Regions from separate parts of the Mus musculus genome. Here regions 1, 3 and 4 are each linked to region 2. A link is a contact called in public promoter capture Hi-C data. All regions are on one chromosome and are shown on one strand. Each heading gives the region's core, a stretch centred on a gene start, on an enhancer-like site or on the middle of the called end of the contact. The rest is flanking DNA. Distances are from core to core; before and after follow the strand shown. Region 1 overlaps Tmem135 (transmembrane protein 135). Region 2 holds the start of Tmem126a (transmembrane protein 126A). Region 3 holds the start of Tmem135 (transmembrane protein 135). Region 4 has its middle 17 kb from the start of Tmem135.

Evidence for each region. Promoter capture Hi-C pulls out the DNA fragments that hold promoters and counts their contacts. Capture Hi-C pulls out chosen DNA fragments and counts their contacts.
Region 1: a promoter capture Hi-C map of pre-B cells shows a contact between it and region 2, with 4 times the contacts expected there. The contact joins the enhancer-like site here to the promoter of Tmem126a in region 2. A contact is called at or near these places in 4 of 39 promoter capture datasets (HPC-7-derived erythroid cells, hippocampal neurons, liver and 1 more) and 2 of 115 datasets of contacts at active chromatin or transcription factors (acute myeloid leukemia and large pre-B cells).
Region 3: a contact with region 2 is called in a promoter capture Hi-C map of pancreatic islet. The contact joins the promoter of Tmem135 here to the promoter of Tmem126a in region 2. A contact is called at or near these places in 2 of 39 promoter capture datasets (liver and pre-B cells), 2 of 484 Hi-C or Micro-C datasets (B cells and uterus), 3 of 115 datasets of contacts at active chromatin or transcription factors (embryonic stem cells and microglia) and 2 of 9 other capture datasets (liver and pancreatic islet).
Region 4: a contact with region 2 is called in a promoter capture Hi-C map of 3T3-L1-derived adipocytes, with 2.6 times the contacts expected there. The contact joins the enhancer-like site here to the promoter of Tmem126a in region 2. A contact is called at or near these places in 4 of 39 promoter capture datasets (the 3T3-L1 cell line, 3T3-L1-derived adipocytes, liver and 1 more) and 1 of 9 other capture datasets (adipose tissue).

The regions. Positions count from the first base shown.
Region 1 is chr7:89,215,057-89,218,232 of GRCm38.p6, reverse strand. All of the region lies in intron 5 of Tmem135 (transmembrane protein 135), which reads left to right. Among named protein-coding and RNA genes, the nearest start is that of Tmem135, 120 kb to the left of the region's middle. Within about 2 kb of position 1,657, at least 72 of the 459 cell types and tissues checked have an H3K27ac peak or open chromatin away from gene starts, as enhancers often do. A contact at or near this core is called in acute myeloid leukemia, liver and pre-B cells, where this site is marked.
Region 2 is chr7:90,455,290-90,458,719 of GRCm38.p6, reverse strand. Tmem126a (transmembrane protein 126A) reads left to right here and starts at 1,517. Exons shown (of 5, transcript NM_025460.3): 1 at 1,517-1,648; 2 at 3,201-3,296. The coding sequence starts at 3,208.
Region 3 is chr7:89,336,969-89,340,090 of GRCm38.p6, reverse strand. It overlaps Tmem135 (transmembrane protein 135), which reads left to right and starts at 1,304. Exons shown (of 15, transcript NM_028343.5): 1 at 1,304-1,643. The coding sequence starts at 1,503.
Region 4 is chr7:89,354,632-89,357,629 of GRCm38.p6, reverse strand. It overlaps a transcript of Tmem135 not described here. Among named protein-coding and RNA genes, the nearest start is that of Tmem135, 17 kb to the right of the region's middle. Within about 2 kb of position 1,584, at least 26 of the 459 cell types and tissues checked have an H3K27ac peak or open chromatin away from gene starts, as enhancers often do. A contact at or near this core is called in 3T3-L1-derived adipocytes and adipose tissue, where this site is marked.

The sequences.
Region 1 (3,176 bases), core at 408-2,907, 1.2 Mb after region 2:
AAGCTACTGACTCCCTGATAAACATGAGCTCCATCTTTGTGAATTCTGTCACTGTGAAATCCCGGTGTATCCTTGGCTCTGTCTATAAAGGTGCTCCCAAGAAGTGAAAAGTGAAAGCAGGCTTTAATAAGAGTCAAGTAAACTCTCATATTCTTTTTTTGGGTGTGTGTTTGATGATTTGGTATTTTTAATGCTTGCCATGTAAAAAATGATAGCCATCTTTTTGAGTACGCATGATAACATTTGCATTAAGGAGACTTAGGATCTCTAATGAGGTTGCAGACCAAATTATTGGCAAAGGCTGCAATCAAGGCTTGATTGGAGTTGAATTTGTCTTCCAACTTCCCCTCATAGCTGTTTAGCAGAAAGCTCTTAATTCTTTGTTGACTGTTGTAGAAGGCCTCTTTTTTTCTTACAATGTTAAAACATCCACAGATTTGTCTGAACGAGTCAACCAGAGCTCTGTGATTCTGCTAGTCCCCCTGGCCAGCTTGCTCTGGGGATCTCCTGTGTCTGCTCAGGAGGCTAGAATTCCACCAGGGCCGCCATACCCACCTGCTGCACATTACCTTCTGGGTATCTGAACTCCTTCCGGTTCCTACACTTACACCAGAAATGCTCCAACGCCTTTGTTGTGTCAGCCTCATGCATAAAGCTTAAATAAACATTTGGTTTTAGAATTTCATTGTTTGTCATTTCTTAGTGAAATATTATACTTTGTTATTAAGATGGGGTGATAAACCACAGTGGCTGGAACATAGCTCATGCTTCAGTTTATTGTAGAGTCAAATTGGGCTGTGGTAGAAAGACCAGACTGAAGAAACATTGAGGAACTATTAGAAATGTGCAAGAAAATTTTTCTTTATAGTTTTCCTGGATTAGAGTCCCCCTTCCGTGTGTGTGTGTGTGTGTGTGTGTGTGTGTGTGTGTGTGTGTGTATGTGTGCATGTGAATGTTTGTTTGTTTTGAGACAGGGTTTTATGTACATCACATTGACCTTCAATCTTCTGTGTAGCTGAGGCTGGCCCTTCACTCTGGTTGTCCAACCTCTACTTCCAGAGTGCTGGGGTTATTCGTGTGTGCCTTCATGTCTGACTTCAAGTTTTTCCTGCTTTTACTAGCTCATAGGATAGGAAGGCTAATGCAAACATCATTCATTTGCCTTTAAAAATTTTATAAAATACTTTGAATTGGTTATCTTATGGAGGTTTTTTGTGTGATTTAAAAAGAGTTGTTAAATTGATTTTTGCTTAGATATTGCTGAATGAAAAAAGGAACTTCCTCACATTTAAGGAAACATTTTTCTTCTTCAGGCAAAAAAAAAATAAATAAATAAAAATAAAAAAAATTGAGCAACTGCCTGGGAAAACTGCCCTTTCTTACACATATTCTTAAAATAAACCTAGTTCTGCCAGAAGGCAGCTGACATCTGTGGCCGTTACTCCAGATACTGCCCCTGCTTGCTGAAGCCTGAAGTGTCTTAGTAAAGTTAACTACAGAGTGTGCTGCAAAATTTCACTTCACATTTCCTTTAGCACCAAATACTTCTATACTTCTTCCCAGTGTAATAGTTGAGGTCATTGCCACTATTATTTAAAGTTATTCTTTATTTTTTGAGAATATCATGAGTTCTATATTTACATTATTGTGTTCCAAACTTCCTCCTTCCAACACAGTTCCTTCTCAAATTCATGGCCTTTCATTCTTTGAGTATTATCGTTATGTACATAAGTTGTAAATCCCACATGCCATCAGAATGGCTAAGATAAATTAAAAAAAGATCTGACAGTAAATGTTGGTGAAGATAGAGGGAAAGGGCTGTCATTCGCTGTTTGGTGGAATTGCCAACTGATGTAGCCACTGTGGAAGTCAGAGTAGAGAGGTTTCAAAAAGTTAAAAATAGATTACCATCTGACTCAGCTATACTACTACTCTTCACATGCCCCAGATTCATCCTGTTACAGAAGAGGGGTGTTCAGCAGTGTCCACTGTGCTGGTAACTATTGGCTCCTGGAATTCTCTTTCTTAGTGTTTTTATAATTCTTTTTATTTTTAAGCATGGCTGCACTGGCTAGTTTATGTCATCTCAACACAAGCTAGGGTCCCTGGAGAGGAGGGAGCCTCAGTTGAGAAAATGCCTCGTTTGGACTATATGCAGAATTTTAGGGCATTGGGTGAGTGAGACCACCTCTGAGCAGATGGTCCTAGGTTTTATAAGAAAGCCAGCTGAGCAAGCTATGGTAGCAAGCCGCTAAGCAGCACCCCACGCCCTAAGGCCCGTGCATCTGCTTCTGCCTCGAAGGTCCTGCCCTGCTTCAGGTCCTGTATCGACTTCCTTTGTTGATGAACTGCGATGTGGAAGCTGAAGTGGTTATGGTGTTTCATCACAGCAATAGTAACCCTAAGAGAATGGGATTCTTATTATATTGTCTAGTGTAGTCTCAAAATGCTGGGTTCAAATAATGCTCTTGCTTCAGCTTTCTGTAAATATAAACAGAAACATGATCACAAATGCAATACAACCCTGAAATTTATATGGCTTAGCTTTCTGGCCAAATGTCCGTTTTTTCTTTTCCTCTTCTCCTTCCTGTTTGTCTTGTCATTTGAGTGCAGTCTGTCAGAATGATACATTTGAAATCATTTCCCTGCTTGCACAGAAATCCTTATTTTTCTGTGTCTGTTACTGACAGCCTCTAGTAGCATGGAGTGCACCCTTCAAAGCTAATGTTCGTTAGTGTTGAAATTGAGTAAGATTGGAAGACATTTCAAAGCTGTAGGAAATTTGCCTGTTAGTATTGAAATGTTTTCAAGCAGCTTTCATTATCTGCACAAGGTATCTTATGGCTCTTATAGACTTGAATAGTATGAAACTATTCTATTGGTGAGAATTATTATTAAAATAATCTCCAAATTTCTCTTTGTGGTTTTGGTTGGAGGATAAAATCATGTTATATGAATAATTGTGGCATTTTTTTTTTGGAAAAATGTTTAGGCATTTTTCAGTAAAATGTTTATAATTTTAAGGAGATTAAACAGTGATGAAATTTCTACAAATTATTACCTTAAATAATGGGTTAATATTACAGATTTTGAACAAACTGAATTTACACTATCATTTAACAAACACATTAAAAAAAACAAACAAACCAACCACATGCACAATAGTTGATCTACTC
Region 2 (3,430 bases), core at 268-2,767:
CAGAGAAGAAAAATTCAAGTTGAAAACATAAAATCCAACATCAAAAAACCCCCAAAAAACAGTGAAACAGACAAAAAATTTTTAAGATCACACTAGCTAGACTGATCAGGCTTCAAAGATTCAATAAAACACTATCAAGAGAAGACATATGAGGTCACTGCAGGATACACAGATATTAAAAACATAAGGAAATATTTATCAACAGTTTAATCCAATAAGCTTGAAATTTTGGACCAAATGGACATTTCAATTGTTCTGAGAAAAGTTTTGATGTTCAATCTAAAAGGTATCTACGCATAGAACAGTGAAATATCTATTATAGATGCTGAATTTATATTACAATTCTATCAATCAGGAAAACTCTGGGCTTAGAAGTCTCCCGTGATGATTCTACCAAACATTCAGCAAATGACATCAAAATGATACAAACGCTCCCAAAAGTGAACAGTTGCTAAATGACACTAATAAGTCAGCGCTACCCTAATGCCAGCACCGGACAAGGAAAGTGTAAAAAGGACTGGGGAAAAACAAACAAACACCCCGCTCATTGGTTAAGAGTAATTGCTGCTCCTGCAGAGGACCGGGGTTTGGTTCCACAGGAATTGGAGTACAGTCTTATTTAGAAATAAATAAATAGATAGATAAATAAATAAATAAATAAATAAATAAAAACAAAAACAAAAAAACTAGAATTGACTTGATGCCTCTCGGGACAGGAATCTTTCGGGACAGGGATCTTACTCATTAGTCTTCTGATAAATTCCAGGCCTCTCAGTTTGGTAAGCGTCTTTATAGTCTACTCACAATTTTACAAAATAACCAGGTAAAGAATTTTGTCCTTTCCTGTTTTACAGATGCAGATGAAAACTGAGACGGAAACTCACAACATTGGTTCCCAGTGGTGCTGACTTATACCCTAAGCCTCCCCCTGGCTGTTTTGTTTGGAATTCACACTGTACGCAGACCAGACTGGCCTGGAATTCACAGAAATCCCCCTGCCTCAGGCTACTGAATTCTGGGATTAAGGCGTACGTTATCACGTGCGGCTCCCTTACTTTTGAACCGTTAGTTTTTCACTACATTCCGTTAACCCTGTTTCACAGAAGCAGTGTTCTAGAGGACATGGGGAATGCTGAGGAAAACAAAACAAAACAAAAAAAAAGCACTCGCTCTGGAATTGCTCACGTTCTGCTGGAAGTCACCCACAGCATAACATGGCACAAAGATCCAAGAGCGAGATGGAGCAAAAAGTCAATCTCAGGCTAACTTCACTGCCAACGTTGCCTTCATCAGCCCGTAGCCTAGCGGCTGCCATGCAACCTACGCCAGGATCGGGGACTCGGAAGTCGGGCTGCGTGCCCAGGCGGGGTGGTGTCGAGCCCAGCCACCGCCACACCGCTGTTTCTGCAGGCTGTACCCGGGATGGGCTATAGCGGACTCGCCAGTCCTCACCGCTAGTCCACAGTTTAGCGTCTCCTGGACCGGAAGCCCGTGGACAGGAAACAGAGGCGGAGACAGAGTCACGTGTGAGCCAAAGATGGAGCTCAGACGACCCTAGCGAAGGTTGCGGTAGACTCGGCGCGGGAGGACCCGGGCAAGCACCGGCGGCTGGGGAGGCTGCCATTAGCTGCCTTCATTCTGCCGAATGGTGAGTAGCTGTGCCAATGTCGCGCTGGGAGAGGCGCGGGGTGGCCACGAGGGTGGGGAACGCTGTGTGTGCTGACCCGGTCTTCACTTTCCACCCGTGAGGGGGAAGACCTGGCTGAATTGATTGAGTTGAAGAATCACTGCCAATTTACAAATTGCTACGTTTAATTTTCCGATGCTTGGTTTTTATGCAGAAACTTTCAGAGATCTTTGTAGTATTTCAAGGTGTCTTTGTCTTTGATGGGGATTTATTAACTGAGAAATAATACCAGGAAGAAGAAACAGGACTTGAATCCTGGGATCCTGATCTAAACCGCTAAATCTGTATTTTACTTTCGAGGTTAATTTTTAAGTCAAGATTTATGGAATTTTGCACATGCAGCATTTTCCAAATCATTGTATATATACAACAGGTACCCAAGATTTGGTAAGACATTGTTCCAGTGCTGTCACAGCTAACTAATACGAATGGTGACCCAAGACAGGCTGATTTATTATCAGGTTATTTCTGAGTTTTGGTTTATTGCTACTACTGTTTTATCTTTTGAAATAGGGTCTTGGAGTACATCCAGGAACTCACAACCCTCCGGCCTCAGCTTCCCAATAGTAGAGGTATCACCACAGGTTGCAGACTTTTTTCCTGTCACCAGGAAGTATGTTTTTAAAGAGCCCAATCTAGTAAAAACGAATCCACCATTCTACACTGATATTCATCCTATGTGTACCATGCCTGCTCAGGCCAGAAAAGGGCATTAGATCACCCTAGGCCTGAAGTTACAGCTGTGTGTGAGCTTTGACGTGGGTGCTAGGGCTCGAATCTTTCATCATGTGTCCACATGCCTGCAATGCCTATGAAGGGTGAAGAGGATTCCAGTCCCCTGGAACCCTTGTTCTTTGCAATAGTGTTCTCTCAAAACTACTGAGCCCTTTCTAACCCTTGACACCTAATCATCTTTACAAAGTGGCTATTACACTTGAAATACAACTTATAGTTCCACCAGCAGATGTCACAGCTTTCCTGAATGCTTCCAAGTGAAACTAATTACCTGTGTACCTAATGACATCCCTGTTATCTTAGCTTCCACCTCATGTTTTTGTTGTTTACTGGATGTTGGCTTTCTCTCATGATGTGAGGCTCTGTCTGTTGCATCACCCCTCCACCCCACTTGTCTAGCACAAATTCTTTGGATTTTTGTTTTCCTGTAATAAATTTTCATGTAGCTCTGCTGGCCTCAAATTCCAGTATTATCAAGGACAGCCCTGAGCCCACCCCCCAACTGTTTCAACTACAGTCATGTCACCATGTCTGAATTAAGTCATTTTTTTAATGTTTCATGTATGTAGTAATTGCTTAGAAAATCAAGATTGTGGAGTGTCTTAGAAACTTATGCGCTGCTTTTCTTGTTCAGGTTTCTGGTATGCTGTATTGGGAGAGGGAAATCTTATATGCTATATATACATTAAGTTAATCTACATCTCTTACATAATTATGCATCTCAAAAGACTTTTTCTAGATATACTTTTTAAATTGGGATTGTTATATTTTTTTTTAGGTCCAAGATGGAAAGTCATAAACCAAGTACTAGCAAAGATGATTTAATACTTAATATCATATCCAGAAAAATTAAACAACTTCCAGAATCAGACAGGTAAGATTCCATAGTCTTAAAATGTCTTTACCTAAAAGTGTTTCAAAAGATTATCTTAAATTTGAAGGACTATGCATACCCAAAGGAAACTGAGCTGTCTTTTTGCTTTGATGAAAAAACAAAAACCACCCTGA
Region 3 (3,122 bases), core at 55-2,554, 1.1 Mb after region 2:
TCTCTAGTATCTGTTTTGCCATTTTGTGCAGTGATATAACTATCAGCCTTTAGCTGCCATTTGCCCAAGCTGAAATGTTAGCTGACAGATTTGCATAGGCTTACCTAAAAGTTTCTATCTTTTTTTTTTTTTTTTTTTTTTTTTTTTTTTTTTTTTTTTTTTTACTTTTTGAAAAAGCTAAGGTCTTTTGATAGAGTCCTAGGCTGGTCTCAAATTCAATGCATAGCTCAGCCTGGCCTTGAACTCCAGACCTGTCTGTTTAGCCTTCCAAGTGCTAGGATTACAGATGTGTGCTGCCAGGCACAGCCTGAGAAGTTTTTCTTCCCTCTCCTTTCTCTGGCCCTTTTGGCTAGTGTGTGGATGTCATGTTAGTGAAGTGGTCATTTTATAAGCAGCACAGCAAACAGGTGATAGCTAGCAGGGTATTTAACATACATAAAATGTATACAGCTAGGCATCTTGCAGATAGTTTACACCTGTCTTATCTGTTACTTTTCTCACTTCTAGAACATTAGTTTCTTGGCAGCAGAAACACAGCTTTTCCACATCTGTCTGTCCAGGGTTTCAAACAGGGGCTGGAAAATCATATTAGTTTAGTAAATATTGTAGAAGGAACTGAATAAATATGAGAGAATGATCTAAAGGTAAAGCCTTTCTGCTTTAAAAAGTACAGAATTTACAAGTCCAAAGAAAGCAGGTTATTATACACAAGGGCTATATGGCAGGTGGATTGTCATGGCAATCAGTTTTAGATTAAGCTCTCTAGCCAGGCAGGAGTTCTATTGCACTGCAGCTGCCTCTGCTCTGTATGTTGCTTGGGTGATAAGCACTTGTGAAGGATTCTGTTGCTAGGACTCCATTAGGGGCTGGCAGGTCTCTCTACTGTCTCTTTCCATATAGCATGCATTTAAACACATCTAAATTAGTATTTTCAAGACTTCACAGGCACAATAGAGCTTAGGAGGTTGAGCAAGTAGCAAGAATGTTGAAGGTTGTGTTGCAACCGCAGATAGTCTTAGGTGAACCAATGGGACGAGGGACAACAGTGGTGCAAGTGCCTCCATCTCCCAGCAAAGACACAGAATCCTTTTGTTCCACTACCCTCTGCTCTTTTTGGCCAGGCTTTGACAGGACAAGGGCTGAGCTATATAGCCCGACCCAGGCGGGATCCACCATCACGCTCCCGGTTGTGCTTCTCTGAGTCGTGCTCCTATTCGGAGGGTGAAGGTGCTCGCTTCCTTTGCCCGTCCGGAGCCCGCCCATCCGCGGGAGCGCGCATGCGCCTCCCCTCCCCGCCTCCGTCGTGCGCGCCCCGCCCCCTCGCGCTGCCATACGCGGACGGCCAACATCCGAGGACTCCGGCCTTGAGTAACCTGCTCCCGTGACCTTTTCGCACCCCGCACGCCGAGGCCCGCGCGGCGCCCGCCTCGCCCTTGCGTGTCTGCCGCCCCTGCCGAACCCTGCGTTCCCCTGACCACGCGCAGCTGCCACCGCCACTCGTCATGGCGGCCCTCAGCAAGTCCATCCCTCATAACTGCTACGAGATCGGCCACACTTGGCACCCCTCCTGCAGGGTCTCCTTCCTGCAGATCACTTGGGGCGCCCTGGAGGAGTCCCTCAGGATCTACGCACCCCTGTACCTGGTGAGCAGGGCTGGCGCTGGTGCAGGTGCAGGGCCTCCCGGGGCTCGTTGCTTCTAGGTCAGCTTTAGGGGTGGTGAGAGGCCTGGGGGGAGTCCTAGGCGGAAGGAGGGGGAGGGGACCCCGATGGTGAACTGTCACTGGACACCTGTTGCTAGGATGGGGATGTGCTCTGGACAGGTAGGGTCAAGTGCCTTACACTTGATCGCTCTGAGAACCTGGATTCAGAGACTCTGTGATGGAGAGATGTTGGAGCTGTGTATATATTTAGTCAATGCATGCACACAGTGTCCCCTCAGCCCACTTTACCACTCTCCGGCCCCATTTTCATATGAAAAAGGGTGTTCTGTACACCCCCCCACCCCCACCCCAAGCCTGCTTAGTCACAGATTTTGTCCTTGTTTGAGATGACAGAGATGCCACTTGACGGTTTGTTCTTTCGTAAGTTCCCAGAGTAGATTCCTGGTTTGAGATTTTGTGCGGTGATTTCGTTGAAGGTGTTTTAGTGGCGTGTTGCTGAGGTCATTTTCTTATACAGATTTACAAGTAGGGAAGCTTAGAGAGAGTATCTGGAAACCTACCAGTAACATCGAGAACTGATAAAGATATCTTCTCCTAGTGAGTGCCACTGTGTGGGAGAAAATTCCCACATCCTGGCACTGAAGATGTGCTATTTGGCTACTGAAGTTCATTGTCATTTTCCCATTTGTCTGTATGCTGAGAAGGTAGACATCATTTTTGTATGTTTTGTATGTTTCCTAAAAGTTCGTTCAATACTCAATGAGTGATCCATTCTTATTTCTCATTGAGGTAGTAATTTGGGCTGATGACATCTTTGACAGTATGATTATGTTTGTAACTTAATGGAGAAGTCTAATTTGTAATTATAGACAGAACACAGGAAAAGACAGTGACTCCCTGAGAGGTTGCAGAAGCCAAGTTCCCTTTTCATGATGTAAACTGGTGCTTCCCCACTTTAATGTATTTTAAGGAAACCCCAGGGATCATGTTAGAATGGGATTTCTGATTCAGTAGGTCTTGGTGGGGGCTAGAGAGTACATTTCTGATAAAATCTAACGTAGTGTAGACACTGGGGAATACCAGCCTTGTTAAGTGAAGATCTAGAGCATTGACCAATATAGACGTTTATCTGTATCTATATACATACATTCCCTAAAGACTGTTGTTACTGGCTTTTCTATATGAATGCTGGCCAGCCATTGTTTTATATTTGTTACTATGTTATTATTATTTTGGTGTTGCTGGGATTCTAACCTGTTGTCTTGTACTTTCAAGATAAGAGTCCTGCTGTTGAACTCTGCCCCAGATTTCTGTAAACACTTATAAATACATTGGACTCTTAAACAGCCGTACAAGAAGACTCTTCTAGTCTGGGGACTTAACTTAGTGGCATGTTCAAGGTCCTGTGTTCTGAATCCTTGTCTTGTTCCTCCATCTCCTACCCCTCACAAAACAAAGGCA
Region 4 (2,998 bases), core at 335-2,834, 1.1 Mb after region 2:
TCCTTCCTTTATAACAAGAGCTTCTTAGAAGCCCTTGTTCCCAATCCATTTGAGGTGATGTAACCAAGAACCTCAAACAGGCCAGAGCCTATTTTCCTTTTCTCTGAGCTGCCACTTTGGACAAGTGCTGTGGCATCATCCATAGTACACCCTTTATAATATGTCCATCATGCATAGTGCCCCTTGGATAATATCGCTCACCATTGACTCACATCCTTAACCCTATCTCAGCTTTATATCTACGGGGAATGGGAAAGAAGAGACAAATATAAGACTAGATCTCTCCCATTATTCCCTTATTTCAAGCCAGTGGGTTTCTTGTAGTTGCATAGTTTACTGAAGTGACTTACAAAGTAAAGATATTCTATTTCAGTGTGATTTTCCTAAGTTTTTCATGTTCATATATATGAAAAGCTTTTTGATTGTCTAGGAACCTCATTATAAAAATAATAATAGCCATCATTTGTTCATCAGTCATGGTACCAATAATTTACATTCATTATCTCATCTCTCTTACCAAAGAATTACGAGTCTAATAGAGGTGGTAACACGTGCGGAAATGATAGTCCAATATAGAATGTGAAGAAGAGTCCAGAATGACGTACGTGGAATGTATCAAGGGAACTCCTAGAAGGCAGGGATCATTTCTACCCAGAGAGATGCAGTCAATCAACATTTTACATTAAAAATTGTGTGCATTTTATGTCTTAGTCTCAAGAATCTCACAGACTATGACAGAACAGACAAAAGTACAGATCATCCCCAGAATGTGATGTCATCTGGTGGTGGCAATCAAGCCCATTTGGGTAGGCTCCCTTGAAAGAGGCAAACATGACAGCTACATATGCTGGACTTGTAGTAAAACTGAAGTGGGGATCCCTGGCATCCCAGGGTTACATCTGGATGTCATTATGCTAGCCCCACCCCCCAGGAGAGAGAGAGAGAGAGAGAGAGAGAGAGAGAGAAGCAAAGGGTAGTTAAGTTCTCCCCTCTTGTCTCTCTGAGGCCCTAATTTGGAAGCCTGTAATGGTAACCAGTCCTACCCTTCCATACAGCTGGCTGCCTTCCCACTGCAGCTCACACTTCGCTTTGCTTTCTCTAACTCTGCGTAGTTGGTGACCTCCTCTCCAATTTACCAATTCTGGGTCACGTGTTCCTTCTTCCCCCTACAGAGAAGAAACAGCCAGTTTTTGGAGTTCCAAACTTCCTGGACAAAGGCCAAGCTTCCATAAACCCCAGAATATTATTGTGTGAATTAAAATGTTCACATGCTATCAGCCATGCAGTTACTCTGACGTTTATTTTGGAAAATATTACATTTGGAAAATGGGAAGCCTTCCAGGGCATTCCTTTACCTTAGGATATCAGTGAACACAAGGGTATTTGGAGATCATTTCTTGTTCAAAAATTCGCAAATAATCTGTATAACTAGACATATGAAATTGCCTTAAGTAACGTTATTTAAGGACTCTGGGGCTTTACAAAGTTCCTATAGGGTACTTTTTGAGAAATACAGGACAGAGTCTGCAGTTCTGACGCACTAAAGCTAACTTTCATAATGCCTTTGAGTTAATTCCCACTTGGCTCTTGCACATTTCTCTTCCAATCACCGACCTTCCTTGTTGCATTTTATCCAAGATTTTACATGCTTCAAGCTCTGTCTTCCTGACTGCAAGAGGGAAAGCAGCCCAAGTCCTGGAGTGGACCACATCTAAAACCAATGGTTTAGGGGCCCAAGGGCTCCCAAATGTCCATATTTCTCCCTCAAACCCCTTTCTATATTTGTTTCTTCTTGGATTGATTTTATAACGCTAAAGCTTGAAGAGAGAGCCAAGGGCCTGAGAGCTTACTAACACACCTTGTTCTTTTGAGTGGCTCCATTCCCAGTTATTATGATATGTTTTCAGTGGCTACAATACAAGCAGTGCAAGCAAGATAGGAGCAGACGGCCTTGAGGGAAAAGGGCTTTAGTGTGATCAGCAGAGTGCAGTCCTTCTGCGTGTTCTTTGGGCTTTGAAATTTGATAAGGACTGAAAGTTAGCATTGTTCATCATTTCATTTATGAAAGCAGAAAATCCAAAACTGTGGGGAACGTGCCTGGGGAGGGAAAGAGAGAGAAAAACGATAGAGAAAAAGTAGTCGAACATATTTTAACAGACAACAACGATTACCTATGGGAAATGGGAGATAGAGGTAAAGGCAGGCCTCTGAATTACATAGAGTTCTCTAATTTTTTCCTTTTATGTAGTGTGAGGGATAAAATATGATTAAAACAAAAAGCATTTAAAAAGAATAGACTATGCAATTCTATACATTAACATAAAAAGCTAGCCAAAAAAAGTCAAATTAAAAAATTAGCAAATCTGAAGTGATTTCCTAAGTTCTATGTGGGGGAAGTGTAAATACACTAAGGAACAACTGACACTAAGCTTAAAAGTGAGGCTCCACTTCTGAGTGATAATAGAAATAAGGAGAAGTTAACCTCTACGTGCAGTTCCTATACTACTTGAATTTTTAGTTTTAATGTGCACTGATTTTCTTCTGATCAATGAATTGGCTGACTGACAGAGTATTATAACTTCATTTACTTGATATTGCTCTCAGTGAGCTTTCTGGCTTAGTTCTCTCTCCCTCTCCCTCTCCCTCTCCCTCTCCCTCTCCCTCTCCCTCTCCCTCTCCCTCTCCCTCTCCCTCTCCCCCTTCCCCCCCCACCCCCTCTCTGTGTGTGTTGCTGGGAATTGAACATATGGCCTTGTGTATGCTGGTCAGCTTTTCCACTACTGAGCTACCTCCCTAGTCCTTCCTGACTAATTTTACTGGACTAATATATAACACCAGGCTGATTGGCCTGCAGTGTCATCCCTCAACAAAAATGGTTGTGGCAGAGTTTCATGTTTGATAAAGACCCCAGCCTTTACACCTTGTTTACCTTAAACAGGAAGTTCCTTCTGCTACATGTCCCCCCTGTCTTTCCCTAATAGAACTCATATTCATTCCG